Regions from separate parts of the Mus musculus genome. Here all the other regions are linked to region 1. Evidence: chromatin contacts called from public Micro-C and promoter capture Hi-C data. All regions are on one chromosome and are shown on one strand. The core of a region is the stretch at or near the end of the contact, and the rest is flanking DNA. Distances in the headings are between cores, read along the strand shown. Region 1 has its middle 34 kb from the start of Eid3. Region 2 holds the start of Glt8d2 (glycosyltransferase 8 domain containing 2). Region 3 overlaps Chst11 (carbohydrate sulfotransferase 11).

Region 1 (5,064 bases), core at 1,476-3,975:
TGCTGTCAAACAAGGTAGAACCCAAAGTTGTCCTCTGACCTTCACATGTGTGCTATAGCACACATGCACCATGGCTTGTGTGGACCAGAATTCACAAAGAACTACTTGCATGCGGGGTGTGTGTGTGTGTGTGTGTGTGTGCACACATATATCACTATATAAATATGTGTTTATGTGTACACATACATGTATATGTTAGTGGGGTAAAAGTAACAAAGCGGGAACACAGGGGGATTTTGCGACCCCACAGGAAAAACAACATTAACTGGCCAGACCACCCAGTGCTCCCAGGGACTAGACCACCAACCAAGGAGTGTAGAGAGGGATCCATGGCTCCAGATACATATGTAGCAGAGGATGGCCTTATCTGGCATCAGTTGGAGGAGAGGCCCTTGGTCCTGTGGAGGCTTGGTGCCCCAGCGTAGGGGGAGGCTGGAGTGGTGGGGCAGGAGTGGATGGGTGGGCAGGTGGGGGAGCACCCTCATAGAGACAAAGGGGAGGGAGGAAAGGGCAGATGTGGGAGGGGGGGTTGAGGAGGGGTAATGGGGAAGTGGGATATCATTTGAAATGCAAACAAATGCAAAGATTAATTTAAAAATAATAAAAAAGAAAAAAGAAACAAAGTGGAATTGTGGGACATTGGCATTTTTTTAAAAAACATTGGGTGAGGGTTTTTTTTAAAAAAATATTTATTTATTATATGTAAGTACACTGTAGCTGTCTTCAGACACACCAGTCAGATCTCCTTAAGGATGGTTGTGAGCCACCATGTGGTTGCTGGGACTTGAACTCAGGACCTTCAGAAGAGAAGTCGGGTGCTCTTACCCGCTGAGCCATCTTACCAGCCCGACATTGGCATTTTTAATAATTAATTAGTTATTGTGTGTTTGTGCAGAGGGAGGTAAGTGTGTGAAGGAGTTCAGAGAATGGCTTCAAGGTGTTAGATCTTTACTTCCCTCCCGCGGTCAGCAGGCTTGGCGGTGGGTGCAGTTACCAGCTGAGCCATCTTGCCCATACCTTGGTGGGACCTTTGAGAGATGTCTGGGGGTGACAAGATGAGGGCTCAGTTCTAGCAAGTCATCTGACCATGGATTAGTGGCTCTGGGTCCCTGTTCATTCAAATGTCTGTCCTTATAAAACTCGCTGGTAGTCTGGTAGGAGCTAGCCTGCTGTTCCTAGGGCAGACAGCAGGGGGCAGACCATCTCAGGCGCAGGGGTCCCCTGTGCCTGTGGAGCTCCAGCGTGTGATGGAGCGCCTCCAGGTTCTCTTGCGCAGTGCTTCTCTCCATAGCCCCTCAGGCCTACTCGGAAGTCTTCACTCTCCAGCACGTTTGTATTTCTGAACTGCCATCTTTCAGCACCCTATCTTCAGCTGTCTGGGAACCAGATCCAACTGGCTCCAGGCTGAGAGCCTTCGGTGTAGGCAGTGAAAGAGCGGGTCATTGTGCTTCTTTACTCAGGTTTGTGCCTTCACCTTCAGAAGCATTTTTTTTTTAAATAAGCATTTTGGCAAATGCTGGGCTTTTGTTCGTGGTACTTAGTGGTTGGGATGACCCAGCTGCCGCTATCTTAGCAACATTAACAATGCTCATGGATAGCCTGGCGTAGTGGCGCACACCTTTAATCCCAGCACTCGGGAGGCGAAGGCAGGCAGATTTCTGATTTTGAGGCCAGCCTGGTCTACAAAGTGAGTTCCAGGACAGCCAGGACTACACAGAGAAACCCTGTCTCGAAAAACAAAAAACAAAACAATGCTCATGGGTGACTGAGAACCCCCTGATACCCACTTTCTCTCCTCACTGGCAGACCCTGCTGAGCCCCCACTCCTACCGGACCCTCTGAAGATCAAAGGAGTAGGCACACAGTAACACGTATTGGGTTGTTATGCAATTTGATCAGAATAGTCTGAAGGGATGTTGGAAGAATTGATACAGGCAATATAAATCAGCAAGAGATGCAGGGAAAGTCGGAAAGGGGCAGTTGCCATGGAAACAAGGGGAGGGAGCATTACAATCTACGGTATGTCACAGCGTGCTTTCTCAGTCCCAAGAAAGTGTAAAATTCCTCCATGAGAGTTGGTTGGCAGGGAGCATTGGCGAATTCAAGCACCTTTGAAAAGCCGGGTGGAGAGGGTAAGAGTGGGGCCCTGGTACAACACTTCAGTCTTTCAGCTTCCGGCTCATTACTGAACAAAAGGTGGATCTGTCTGCCAGCTTGCAAAGTATGAGCTCACATTTTACAGATGAGGGACCTGAGGGAACAGTGACACTAAGCAGAGTCTCCATCAGTGGCTGTCCACCGGGAGGCAGAGCTGGGGTTCAGCCCCAGGTGGTCTAGGTCAGGAATGAGGTGGAAACACAATGTGCCCAAAGCTAGCTGGCTGCCTGTCACTTACTGCCCTAGTTTGCTCTTTTGTTGCTGTGATAAAATGCTGACTAAAACTAACGGGGAGGAAAGGCTTACTTCAACTTACACTCGCAGGTAACAATCGGTTACCGAGTGACGTCAGCACAGGGACCTACAGACAGGAACTGAAGCAGAGACTGTAGAGCGATGGCTCTCTGTGGTTGGAGGTCACCATAACATGAGGAACTAACTATGTTACAGGGTTGCAGCCTTAGGAAGGTTGAGAACCTGCGCCATAAGGAACGCTGTTTACTGACTTCCTTACACAAGAGCTGCCAGCCCAGGGATGGCACCTCCCACAGTGGGCCGGGCCATCCGACATCAATCATTTGTCTGGGCACTGCCCCACTGACAAACCCACAGACCAGTCTGAACAGGGCAGTTCCTCAGTGGTCCTCTCGCTCCCCACGTGACTCTAGTTTGTGTCCACTTGACAAGAAACACTAACCAGCAATTCCCCAGTGTGGTGGTTTGAATGAAAATGACCCCCAATAGGCTCATGGGGAGTGGCACTATTCGGAGGTGTGGCCTTGCTGAAGTGGGCGTGGCCTTGTTTGGCGGAAGTGTGTCACTGTGCGGGCAGGTTTTGAGATTTCCTATGTATGTGCAAGCTACAACCAGTCAGTCTCCTTCTGCTGCCTTTGGATCAAGATGCAGAACCCTGAGCTCCTCCAGCACCATGCTTGCCAGAACACTGCCATGCTCCCCATGATAAGGGATTGAACTTCTGAAACCAGAAGCCAGCCCCAATTCAATGTTTTCCTTTATAAGAATTGAATTGGTCATGGTGTCTCTTCACAGCAATGAAACCCAAACTAAGACACCCAGGGCAGGGATTGGGGTGAGGCGGAAGTGTGACCCTCAGCCCAGGCAATAGTGAGCACTCCCTGTATGTGTATCAGTGCTCCTGTCCTCCAGGCTGCTCCCCCCACCCCCTTCACAGCACTGCCACTCAAAGATGAAGTGGAAACGGAAGGGTTCTCTGGAAAGTCGGTTGGATGGTGTTTTGCTGGGGCAAACACATGAAGTGGACACAGGTGTGAATGGCTAAGGCAGACAACATTTAGCTGACGCAGACACAGGAGAGGATGTTCTGCTAAAGCACGTGAAAAGACAAATGATGAAGGGTTCTTTGCTAATGACGCACATGTGTTGGTCTGCCTTACATGGCATAGTTGAGCTGCATTTGTCAGGAGCCTATAGAGAGGAACACACCAAAAAAGTTCTGGTGGTGTGCTGCAGTTTTTTTGCTGCTTCCGAGGAATCAGGCTGATTGGCAGAGGGATATCAGCTGAGACAGACACGAATGCTGAAGTAAGATCCGAGGAGGGCATGTGATGTTTGTTTGGAGGGAGTATAAATAGGACTCCGTGGACAGGAGGAGGGAGTATAAATAGGACTCCGAGGACAGGAGGAGCTAGGAGGCGGAGCTAGGCTTGCTTACAGAGAGGGCTAGTGGATCTCAGAGTCTTCTGGGGTCCTTCCTGGTCCCTCCTGCTAACTTGTGCTAAGGCTGAGGCCTGGCTGTTTCTGCTAGGTCGTACCACCAATGCTGATTTGTGTTTGCTCTCCTGACTTTGATACTGATTTGTCTGGACTGCTGGTGTTGTCTGGGAAGTGTTTCCGAGTGGATGAGCTGTCGCTGCCTGCTGACTTCCAGACAACACAGAACCTTTCTAAACAGGTCCACTTCGCCCCTATCCTTTCTTTCCCACTACCTCTAGTGGGTGATAGGCTAAAAGGGAGGTTATAATGTTTAAGAACCATCATTAAAAATAAAGATGAAGAGCCGGGCGGTGGTGGCTCACGCCTTTAATCCCAGCACTCGGGAGGCAGAGGCAGACGGATTTCTGAGTTCGAGGCCTGCCTTGCCTACAAAGTGGGTTCCAGGACAGCCATGGCTACACAGAGAAACCTTGTCTTGAAAAAATAAATAAATAAATAAATAAATAAATAAACAAATAAAGATTAAAAAAAATTAAAGTTACACCTGCCTGTCAAGGTGTAACAAGGGAACTGAGGCTGAGTTTTGGTGCCAAAGGCTCGATTCTGGCCTCCAACCTGGTATCCAAAAACTGGCTAAAATCCTGAAAAACTGGCTAAAATCCTGAAAAAAGTGACTCCCACCTCCTGTCAGGGGGCTGTCAGGGCACTGTGAGGATAAGCCAGCTGTGTGTGTCCAGCCCTGTGCCTGGCTTTAGGAGCACTGGCGGGGCTGTTACTGATGGTAGCCTGCAGCTGCTCAGGGTAAAAAGCAAATGCATTTTGGGAAGACAGGGTGGGGCTTCTGCTTAATGACTGGTGCTACTGCGGCTCGGCTCGTACACGCAAGCAAAGAGTCTGTGACGTCAACACTGTGGTAGGCGCGGCTGAAATCACAGAGATTACATTTCCAGGGTCTGGGGAAATATTAGGTGGGTGGACAGGAAGACCGCACACCCTCACGGCCACCTGGAGCGAGACGCACCAGCTCTCCATGCACACGTTGCTGGGACACCCAGAAGGTGACTTCACGGTGTGGATGGCTTTGCTTCCCGGAAGACCAGGGTTGAAGGACCAGTCAGAACTGAAGAACCGCCAGCCTGTACGGATACCCTCAGCTGATGCTGCCCGGGCAATCGCATGGCGCCAGAGGTATGAGACGACAAGACTTCAGCC
Region 2 (5,064 bases), core at 844-3,343, 210 kb after region 1:
TATTTTTAAACTTCTATTTAAATATTATTTGAAAGCACCAGCAATACTTGTTTCCATTTATTGGGGCTTTTCTGAGTATTTTACATCATAATGGAGTTTCTTTGTCTTTTCTTTTTTTCTTTTCTCTTTCTTTTTCTTCTTTTCTTCCTTCCTTTCTTCCTTCCTTCCTTCCTTCCTTCCTTTCTTTCTTTCTTTCTTTCTTTCTTTCTTTCTTTCTTTCCTTCTTTTTTTTTTTTTTTTTGAGATAGGGTTTCTCTGTGTAGCCCTGGCTGTCCTGGAACTCAATCTGTAGGCCAGAATGGCCTCCACCTCAGAAATTCACCTGCCTCTGCCTCCAGAGTGCTGGAGTTAAAGGGTTGTGTCGCCACTGCTCAGGAGAGACATTTTTTTTAAAGCCCTTACTTTAACTGACCAGACCAGATCTTTATGCCCTGGAACCCAGTCACCACCACCTGGCATGCACGATACATTTTCACCCTTGGTTCTGTTAGGCCTCTTCTAGCAGAACTCCTAATAGATGGAGAGACTGAAAACCTGCAATAGTAAATAAATCTAACAACTGAGCTCCAGTGTACCCTTGCACCATTGAGGTGTCACTGATGGCCTGAGTTTCTTTTTCTTCTCGTTTACATCATAAGGAGGAGGAATCCACCATACAAGATGGAAATGCTGGTCATAGATAAGAAACCTCTTGTGTCCTCAAGGCATGGCAGGAATAGGAGAGAAAGGGACTGGGAGTCATACATTAGGGACCAGAGGAAAGGGTTCGAAAATAATGACCAGAGAGATTTCAGTTAATATGAGAAGTAGGTCCTATGAAAACAGTTACTATTTCAGTCTTGAAACTCATGCCAATCATCCACTTATCCAATAGTAGAATAATTCAATGCCAGGCATCCTCTTGAGTAGATGAGAGGTACAGATGAGGTGATCTTGGGAGTGAACTGAACTGAACAGGCATCAGCCTACAGTCCTGTTTGTGGTACTGCCTTGGGACCTGTCTGAGGGACCACTCTACCACATCTGATACCCTCATGAGTGGGCAATGTGACTCCCAGAAGGCATGGTTATCAAATGAAAATCCCAGGCATGTGATAACACCCTATGAGTCAATGGTTATGGGAGGCCAGAGTCTCCCCAAACGATACGAACTATGACAACTGCATTGAGTGCTAAGCGCTAATCTGGACTCTATATCAACTCTTCGTCTCTATGTGAGGCTCAAGGAATATCACAGAAGAGAAGGCTGAAAGAATTTAAAACTTGGAAAATTGTGGCCGTGGTTAAGAGCACTTGCTGCTCTTTCAGAGGACCCAAATTTGGCTGGAATCTGAAATGTGGAGCAAAATTTAGCTTACCTAACACACTGAGAGAACAAAATGAAGCAGAAGGTATGAATCTGTTTTTATCAATGTTCAAAGTTCCATGTGATTGGAAGGAAGTGACTGCTTGTGATGGAGGCAGCCATCGAGGAGTTCCTTATGAAAGTTAGAGAGAAGCCATTGTGGAATATGTTCCATGATCCTGGGCAAAGCTCTGGTACCATTCCTACATTTCTGGGGATCAACTGCAAAACCACAGAACAGCAGTGTTGCCACCAAGTCTGCCCCCTGACTGATGCCTCTCCCCTCCAGAGGGAATACACCCCACCTGGAAGCTTCTGTCTTTATCACAGCCTCAATAAAAGACGATGGTTGTCTGAGACATGATTTGCCATGGTAACATTTCAACACACAGGAGATTTCAAAGATTCTCAGCAAGAACCTGGCTGAAATTAGAAATTTACACTAGACGCACGACGGTATAAATTCACTTTCCAAACATTTGTTCTTCCCTAGGTTTGCAGCTTTTACTCCAGAACAGCCCTGTTTTGCTGAGAGTTTCACACGCAGACTGCAAGAGAAAGCCGAGAGAGGAAGTCTGCCCCAGCCAGCCAACCTGCCCTGCCTTCAGGACGAGCACATCTGGAAGCGTTTCAGGAGCAGCCTCTGCCTGCACAAGGCTTGGGTTCCCAGAGGCTGCAGGAGTGGAAGAAACCCGAGCCATTCAGGCAACGCAAGCGCAAGCGGAGGTGGGTGTGGACGGCTGAGGCACACTCAGGGCTCGCAAGCCATTTGGGATTTCCAATGGGATCTGGGAAGCAGCTGAAGCAACAGGCAGCTTAGTGGTCCCGCGAGGCCAGCCGCAGTTTGAATGCTCAGCTCTGCAGCGGTTCTGGACCAAGTTGCCCAAAGCCTACCCTCACATCCATCAGGTAAATACAGCAATTACAAGCAAGATAATCTTTCCATTTCACCCTTTCTGTCTACACCACTTGTTTATTTTGCTGTGAACTCAGAGAAGTAACTCGGAGGAGGCAGACTGCCCCCTTCACAGCCTCAGCCTCCAGAAGCCCCCTAGTTTGTAATGTAACATCGTAAAGAACCTTTCTATTGCAGCAAACCCAAGACGCTCACTGTATAAGCTTTTCACATCTTGCTATTTTTGCAGAGCAGAGGCTAGCCCTATTCTCCCATCTCTGCCCTAATGGTGATTTGTTTGTTCGTTTGCATTGGATTTTAAGTTGCATTGGGGATCAGGAGTTAGACATGACAGAGATCAGTGTTCGCATTTAATGTGAGTCTGTTTCTGAGCCAAAATGACATAACTGAGTTATGATTCATGTTTTTGGAATCTGTCCTGAGAAACTCTTCAGGGGCCTCCATACCCAATAAGAGAACTGGCAGTTAATTCTGTGGTTTTGTTGTGGTATGGGAGTCACAGTGTTTGATTTAGCATCCAAAGACGCAGGATGTTTGTCCTATGCAGCCTGCTGGCCAATAGGACGCTGGTGGGTTGGTTTTGCCTTTTTTTTTTTTTTTTTCTTCTCGAAATGTTTTGGTATTGCGCTTCTTCGAAATATCCTTTTGGTATTACATAATGGAATTCTAGTTCTCCCTCTGATACAGCCAACAACAGAGCTGTGCCCTACAGTAATGAAAGTGTGGGCTGTGTGCCACCTGGGAAGACTTTCATAAGCCTGATTCTGGTCATATCTCATCCATGTGCCTACATTTTCCTATCTGCAAAATGGAAATAAAGTGATACAATGTAACATGTGACACACAGATACAAAGTAAATGTGGCACATAGGGCCAGCTTCCCTGGCAATGCTGATAATGACAATGAAGGTCACAGAAGTGACACATGCTGAACTGGACAGGTCCCTGCCCCGGACATTCTGATGTTTTTGAGTGTTCCTCATCTCCCAACATGTTTTTTCCCCAGGACCCTGCTTTCTTCATCCTTCCACAATAATACCTAAACCCTCCATCTCTCTCTCTCTCTCTCTCTCTCTCTCTCTCTCTCTCTCTCTCTCTCTTTCTCACACACACACACACACACACACACACACACACACACACACACACATCTCCGCTCTTCATCCTCCTCTCTGAAAGGCATGTTCACTAAGTCACCGTTTTCATTCCTCATTCCCAAGAAACATCGTTCTCTTATTGCTTCCTTGATGTCAGAATATTTCAAAGGATGTTTAAGAGGATGTAGTCCCACTGGAGAAGGAGCTCCAAGCCCCTTCAGACAGAGCAAAAACTAGAAAAACACTTTAAAGGTCCTGAGAAATATCTCAACAAAGAATGCCACTTAAGGACATTTTAGCATGTGGCAGTTCCCAAACTTGAGTCATTTTATCACATACATGAACATGGCTTGGCACATGCTCTGGTACTCGCTGTTCTGACCACACTTGTTTTCATGTTGGCTCCTTTATGAAATCCTATTTGATAGCACTTCTGGTGAGCAGCCACGGGGGTGCTGTGTTCTTCCTCTAAATGCGATGTCTGTGGTTCCAAAAGTTCAAGCGCTTAGGACTTGACCCTTAAGTCAGTTTGGGGAGATGGTATAGAAGCTTTGGGGGTGATGGTGCCCTATGGGAGACGTTCACAGCACGCGAGGTATCTCTTGTTCAGTTACACTGCTCATGACGTTTCTCCCAGTGCATTAAGCATAGTCTCTAATGTTGAAATCATTCAACAGCAGCTTGTGGGCACCTTTGTCTTTATTTCCCTCTTACCTTTGGACAACCAGGTCTTTCCCAGCACCATGGCAGATCTGATTAATCAATAATTATCTCTACTCTTCTAAAGTAAGAGCCTGGTGGTAGCTTTAGATTTCTCTCTATCAACTGATTGGCATTGACATGTAAAATAAATCTTTGGGGCTCTGAATTTTGAGGTATTTTCCTTCCCACTTTTGTCTTTTCTTCCTAGACAGAGCTAATCTACCCTTGGCCACTGCCTGGTCTGAAAGAACTCTTCTCAGGTCTTCCCAGGAACTGCTAAGGCAGCTATCCATGCACCATCCCCAGGGCTGGGGGCTTTGAACAACATTGTTTCTCAGGGCTAGCCTAGCTCTCTGTGCTCTGCTTTATGTCCTAGGCAAGGCCTGAGGCCCTCTGTCTTCTTGCTTCTCTTGAAGCTGCCACTGTTCAGGACTTTGCCTTGGGAGTTCTTCGGTCCATCATTGACATTTGATACCTCCCAAAGCTGCCTCCAGCTGTAATGAAGACAGGGTGACAAGCTTTTCTACACTGAATGATTATTGACTTTTATCATACTGAAAACATGACTCAGATGTCATCCAGCTTGGAAAAGCTGTGGGTCTTCCTGCCTTCATCCTTGGAATGGGACCACTGGCTCATCTGTAATGGGCTGATGACTCCTTTCTCCCGGGAGACAAGCAAAGTAACAAGAGCCGCTCATTCCAACTATCTTTAAGAAAGGACAGGCAGACCCATCATGGAGTCACAGTCCTGCCCTCAGTCATCACAGGTGTAGGTACAGCACTCAGGACACAGGCACAGCACAATTTTAGAAACAGTATGGAGGCTGGGGTTGGGAGTTCATGCCTTTAATCCCAGAACCCAGAAGGCACAGGCAGGGAGATCTGTGTGAATCTGAGGCTAACTGTTCTACAGAGTGAGTTCTTTGAACTGGAAACATTCAAGATCGGGGTTAGATATATGAGTCAGTGGTTAAGAGCACTGTCTCTTCTTCCAGAGGTTCT
Region 3 (5,064 bases), core at 732-3,231, 170 kb before region 1:
CTTCTGTCTGTTTAGCCAGTTAGTGAAATGTGGCGTGAGGCTGCTCAGATGACCCAAGGGTTCGGTACATATAAAGGAACTGCTTTGTGCATCACTTGTTTCTTCCAGCAGGAACGATGATGTGGAACACAGATCTCACCAGACCCTGACCCTATAGTGGGTAACTTAGGACTCTCTAGCCTCAGGAGTGGGTGCTGTGGATTCTGTTGTTTGCACAGCACCCATGTGAGACATACAGTTACAGCAGTGAGAGCAGCTGAGACAGAGGCTGAGCCTGTCTGTGAGCTTGCGTGCATGTGCGTGTGCGTGTGTGTGCCCATGGCAGGGGACTGTGTGGAAGCAGCATGCCTGTGGCCTTTGAAGGCTAGAAGTCATAGGGTCAGGCCCAGCCATACGACCAGATTCACTGTGGGGCCTTCCAGCCTGAAGCCTGCTGTGATGCTATACCTATGGGGAGGACACGGACACATACATACCTCCTACTATAGTGTGTCTTCATGTCACGTCACTTAGGGCAGCTGTCCTTGCTACAGAAGAGCTATGCCATTGATGTCCCTCTCATGTCCTCTGGTGTCCTCACGGGGCACCTCTGTCTGCCCCTCAGCTTTGGCATGGGATGGGGACTTCAGAGGCCACAGCAGTAACTCTAGCCAACCTTGATTGTGGTTTGCTGCCCATTTGCTGAACTCTAAGCCAGGAATTTTCCATGCTACTGAGACCGGATGAGACTGGAGGCTCCTTGGATGTTGGCATCCTGCGATTTTACAGATTTTGATCAAAGAACTGCAGACGGGCCTCTCTAAGAAATGCAGTGGCAGCATTGTTGCTTTGTGGCCTGAATGTCTTGACCCTGTTTGGGTCTTGACCATTTGACAGAAAATATCCTTTAGAATCAGAGTGGTTATGTGACTTGCCCAAGACCACACAGCAAAGAAGGCAGAACTGGGGCCCAGTCCCAGGCAATGTGGTTCCACAAGGCTCTTATCCGCCATATATTGCTTCTCCACCTCTAAATCTCATTCTTGGGAGCCTTTAAGATGAAGTAGCTCTTTCAGGTTTGTTAGGTACCCACTAAGTGAAGTACCTGAATGTTGTGCCAAACACCCCTCTGAGTGGCCTTTTGTACGGCTCATCAAACCTTATAGCAACAGAGGCAGTATTGTTATAATCTCTATTTCACATAAGAAATGGAGGCATGGCTTCTCAGCTCTCAGGGACAGGAGAACATAAAAAAGATCATTCAAACCCAGGCATCTGGCTACAAGACACACACACACACACACACACACACACCCCTACCTACTTGTCTACAAAGCAAAGTGAGACCAACTTCTCAAGAACCCACCTGAGCTTCCTGGGTCCCACAAAAGGCACACAACTCGATAGAACCTGTTGGATTGAAGTGTGGGAGACTTCAAATATTTGGGAACATCATTTGAAGACCACCATCCCACATATATCCCATCAGACCAGACCAATCTGAACTTCTCTACCAATCTAGTGGTGTGTGTGCATGTGTGTGTTTCTGAGTTCATTTACCCATTTAACAAGAATACCTGCTTTATGATAGATGATTAAAGCTCTAGGTCTCAATTTCTATAACTTTACAACTTCCTTAGGATCAAGCACTGGGATAAGAATGACTCAGAGGCTTTCGTTTTACAGACAAATCACCTCTGTCACCTCAAAAAATAGACTTTCACACAGAAGACCACAATGACTTCTGAGGTGTGTGAGATAGGGCTTTCAGGAGGGAGGAGAGAAAGAAGTCATTTACCAGGAATGGGATGCCTCAGGTTCTTGCCTTTGAAGAATTCTCTGGATTCCCCATACAAGGGAGCGCAGAGTCACGGAGCTAATCTGCACAAAGGTCACAGGGTCAGGGAACAGCTTCCAAGCTCTTGCCCTCCCACACTGCAGAGGGCGGGGCTGGCTGGACCGCAGCAGCTAGAGTGTTGTAAAAGAGGTTGCACACAGAAGAGCAGATGCTCTTTCCCTGCTGGCTTCGGTTCTAGAGGCCTGGTGAGTCACCCCAGCTCCTTAGCCATGGTTTCTGTCTCCTCACAGTGTGTCCAGCCCAGTGACAGGCCTCACCTGCTCCAGGAAAGATCTCAAGAGACTGGCAGGAATAAGAGTGACTGCCACATTTTGTCTAACGGTGCTACATTGTGTCTAAGAGTGCAGACTATGCCAAAGCTACCTTGCAGCTGTATTCCAGACTTCTGCAGGCTCCTCTAACCCCAAGGGTGATGATGATGACAACAACAACGATGACGACGATGATGATGGGGCTTTCTGGGCCACTGGTGACTATAGGGAGACAGTCTATAAAGTCTCAGAGAACATGGAGACATCTGAGACCACCTCTTAGAACATTCCAGGATGGAAGTTCAGAGGCACCTGGGGGGGGGGTGCTCCTCCCACCACAAGCCACCAGAAGCCCTAGGGCCCCATCATCAAAGTCACCTCTCATGATAAAAAACAAGTAGCTTATTGAGAGGAACTAAAACACTGACAAGATCCATCTCCCATCTTAGGCAATGCCATCTTTGTGTAGACTCAGCTCTTGGAAGACAGGAAGCAAACTCTGCCTTGCTCTTGCAGCTTCTCAATCTCCATCCAGTAGAGCCCAAGCAGCAAGTTCCAGAATATTCTCTCACATAGGAATAGCTTGTGAATACAAATAAAAACTCAACTCCTAGTAAGAAAGGCCCACCACCGACACACTCCAGAGCCAGGAAGGACCATGGCACATCCCTCCCAACCATGGCTCCCAACAAAAATCACCAAACACAGAGCTCTGGTCTTCTGCAAAAAACAGCAAGAACAAGAAACTTTGCACTACCACCTCCACCAAACCCTGCCCCTGAACACTGCTCCTCAGAGGGCCACGCCAGGGCTCAGTCACATCCTGTGTAGCTTCCAGGAGCAGAGGGAAAGGCTGGCTGGACTACTAAAAGGACCCATGTGCAGAGCAATGAAGATTCATAGCAAACAGGAGAGGCTTATGGTACAACTCGTGAAACACAAAGACAAATCCGAAAAGATGACAAGCCCTGGCTCTCTCAGGAGCAGAGGCCACAGTGGAGGGAACAGAGACTATATATTTGAGTGTGTGTTTCACGCTGCGCTTGGTTTTAGTGGTCACTTTATGTCACCTACTCATTTTGAACAGAGGAACCTTCCACGGGTTGTGCCACAGAGAGGAAAACTGAAGGCCTGACTGAAACGCGTGGCAGAGCTCTTACTGTGTTTCGACAAGGTGCCAAGAGGCCATGCTCAGTCACGCATGTCACCTGCTCTGTCTCCTGCCAGCAGTGCAGGAAGTCACAAAACAGTGTCCCTGTATGCTCCTATGGGCACCCAGTGACCCTGCCCTAACAGTGGAGCTCCATGGTGGGAGGACCAGGGCCTTCTGGGATGTAAGGACCGAACCAAAGAATGCCAAAGCAAGGGGGCTGGAAGGATGGCTCAGCAGTCAAGAGCACTGGCTGCTCCTCCAAAGGACTTAGGTTCAAGTCTCAGTACTCAGATCCAGTTTCAGGGGATCTGAAACCTTCACACAGACATACATGTAGGCAGAACACCAATGTAAATAAAATTTGTAATAATAATAGGCCGCCAAAGCCTCTTGAACACAAACTTTGAATAGTTTTGATATTGTTGAGAAATATGCAAAAACACCTTAATTCTGAAAACACCAAACCTGCCCAATTTATAAAGCAGTAAGAAAGTCGTCACACGCCCTGGGGAGTCTAGAGGCAAGCCCGGCAGGCTGAGCAAGACCATAACTCGGAGCATCGAGAAGCAGAAGTGGGATCACTTTCTGAACCTCTATGAAGCTAGATATGTCCCTGATGGCAGCAGAGAGGCTAAAGGTACTCATAGTCTCCTAATCGACGCCCTTGGCTATCCCGGGATCCTGCCATGTGCCTTTTGCTGTAGCCTCTTGTGCCAGTGTGCACCACTCTACCCCAATATCCACGTCTGCCAAAGGATTCCATTCTGTGTCACATCGACATGACCACCAACCAGGTCATCAGCCATCGGTCTGTCTTCCTGGGAGGAGGCCCCAGCCATGAAGGTAGCAGGTGAATGACCAGCTGTATGTAGAAGCTACAGAGCTGGCTGTTCAAGCATGTCAGAAATTAAGTGGGAGTTCTGGAGTTCAAACCCCAAGTTCAAATTCTTCCTCTGATTTCCTTTCGGCCTCCCTTTCGCCATCCCACAAACAACCTTATCATGGGACCCAGCTCGGGAGACAGTTGTACTGATTAGGTAAAAATTGCCTAGGCTAAGCCCAAAGCAGGGCAGCTGTCAGAGAACAAGCGTTCAGTGACAATAACCACACAGAGAATATAGGAAACTGTCTGCAGTTAGACTCCAGCAGAGCAAAAATCATTTCCAACACAAGCTGCAGGCTGGCAGACAACCCAGAGCCACTTCTATTTCAGGTTCGGAAGCAGCTTTCATGTCGCTGTGCCCAAGGCCTGACTAGGTGTTCCTAGCTCCTCAGATCTTAGCTTCTTTCATAGAATCATGGGTGAGTTGGTCCTTTGAGATCTGAGCTAGGTTCCTGTTTTGTTTTGTTTGGTTTTCTTTGTGTTTTAAGGCAAGGTCCCCTGCTGGTGCTTAGGGCTCACAAATTAAGCTATATTAGCTGGCCATTGAGCCCAGGATCCACCTGTCTCTGCCTCCCCAGTGTGGGGATTACAAGCGCAGGTCAGCACACCCAGAATTCTACATGGTTTCCAGGATTTAACTGAGCTACTCATACTTGCACCACAAGTAATATAATTACCAAGCCATCGCTCCCATGCTCGCCTGGGTATTAGAATAAAAACGAGACTTCTTCACTTCCCCCATGATGGAAAATAGGTCAAATAACCCAGGTCTGGCTAATGAGATATAAGCATAACCATTCTTGCTGTAATAAAGGACTGTCCCAGACTACAAAGAGAGGGGACAGAGAGAGGCAGAGTGCCTGAGCCGCTGGCATCATGGAGTTATGGTCAGACCCTGGTGGGACTGTTTGGTGAGGGATGCCGTGTTTATCAGCATGAA

What was found. Promoter capture Hi-C pulls out the DNA fragments that hold promoters and counts their contacts. Hi-C and Micro-C count contacts between places; a contact is called where the count stands out from the background.
Region 2: a promoter capture Hi-C map of liver shows a contact between it and region 1, with 4 times the contacts expected there. The contact joins the promoter of Glt8d2 here to the enhancer-like site in region 1. A contact is called at or near these places in 13 of 39 promoter capture datasets (the C10 cell line, the HPC-7 cell line, HPC-7-derived erythroid cells and 8 more), 9 of 484 Hi-C or Micro-C datasets (B cells, CD8 T cells, the N1E-115 cell line and 4 more), 9 of 115 datasets of contacts at active chromatin or transcription factors (craniofacial prominence, effector CD8 T cells, embryonic limb bud and 5 more) and 3 of 9 other capture datasets (adipose tissue, embryonic stem cells and liver).
Region 3: a Micro-C map of the AtT-20 cell line shows a contact between it and region 1, with 5 times the contacts expected there. The contact joins two enhancer-like sites. A contact is called at or near these places in 1 of 15 datasets of contacts at CTCF or cohesin (large pre-B cells), 12 of 484 Hi-C or Micro-C datasets (the AtT-20 cell line, the BV-2 cell line, the G1E-ER4 cell line and 9 more), 2 of 115 datasets of contacts at active chromatin or transcription factors (acute myeloid leukemia and astrocytes) and 1 of 9 other capture datasets (liver).

The regions. Positions count from the first base shown.
Region 1 is chr10:82,897,787-82,902,850 of GRCm38.p6, reverse strand. No RefSeq gene overlaps it. Among named protein-coding and RNA genes, the nearest start is that of Eid3, 34 kb to the right of the region's middle. Within about 2 kb of position 2,725, at least 151 of the 459 cell types and tissues checked have an H3K27ac peak or open chromatin away from gene starts, as enhancers often do. A contact at or near this core is called in the AtT-20 cell line, B cells, CD8 T cells and 6 more, where this site is marked.
Region 2 is chr10:82,687,679-82,692,742 of GRCm38.p6, reverse strand. It overlaps Glt8d2 (glycosyltransferase 8 domain containing 2), which reads left to right and starts at 2,093. Exons shown (of 10, transcript NM_029102.3): 1 at 2,093-2,254.
Region 3 is chr10:83,066,873-83,071,936 of GRCm38.p6, reverse strand. The region is part of intron 1 of Chst11 (carbohydrate sulfotransferase 11); the gene reads right to left. Among named protein-coding and RNA genes, the nearest start is that of Chst11, 84 kb to the right of the region's middle. Within about 2 kb of position 1,981, at least 63 of the 459 cell types and tissues checked have an H3K27ac peak or open chromatin away from gene starts, as enhancers often do. A contact at or near this core is called in the AtT-20 cell line, where this site is marked.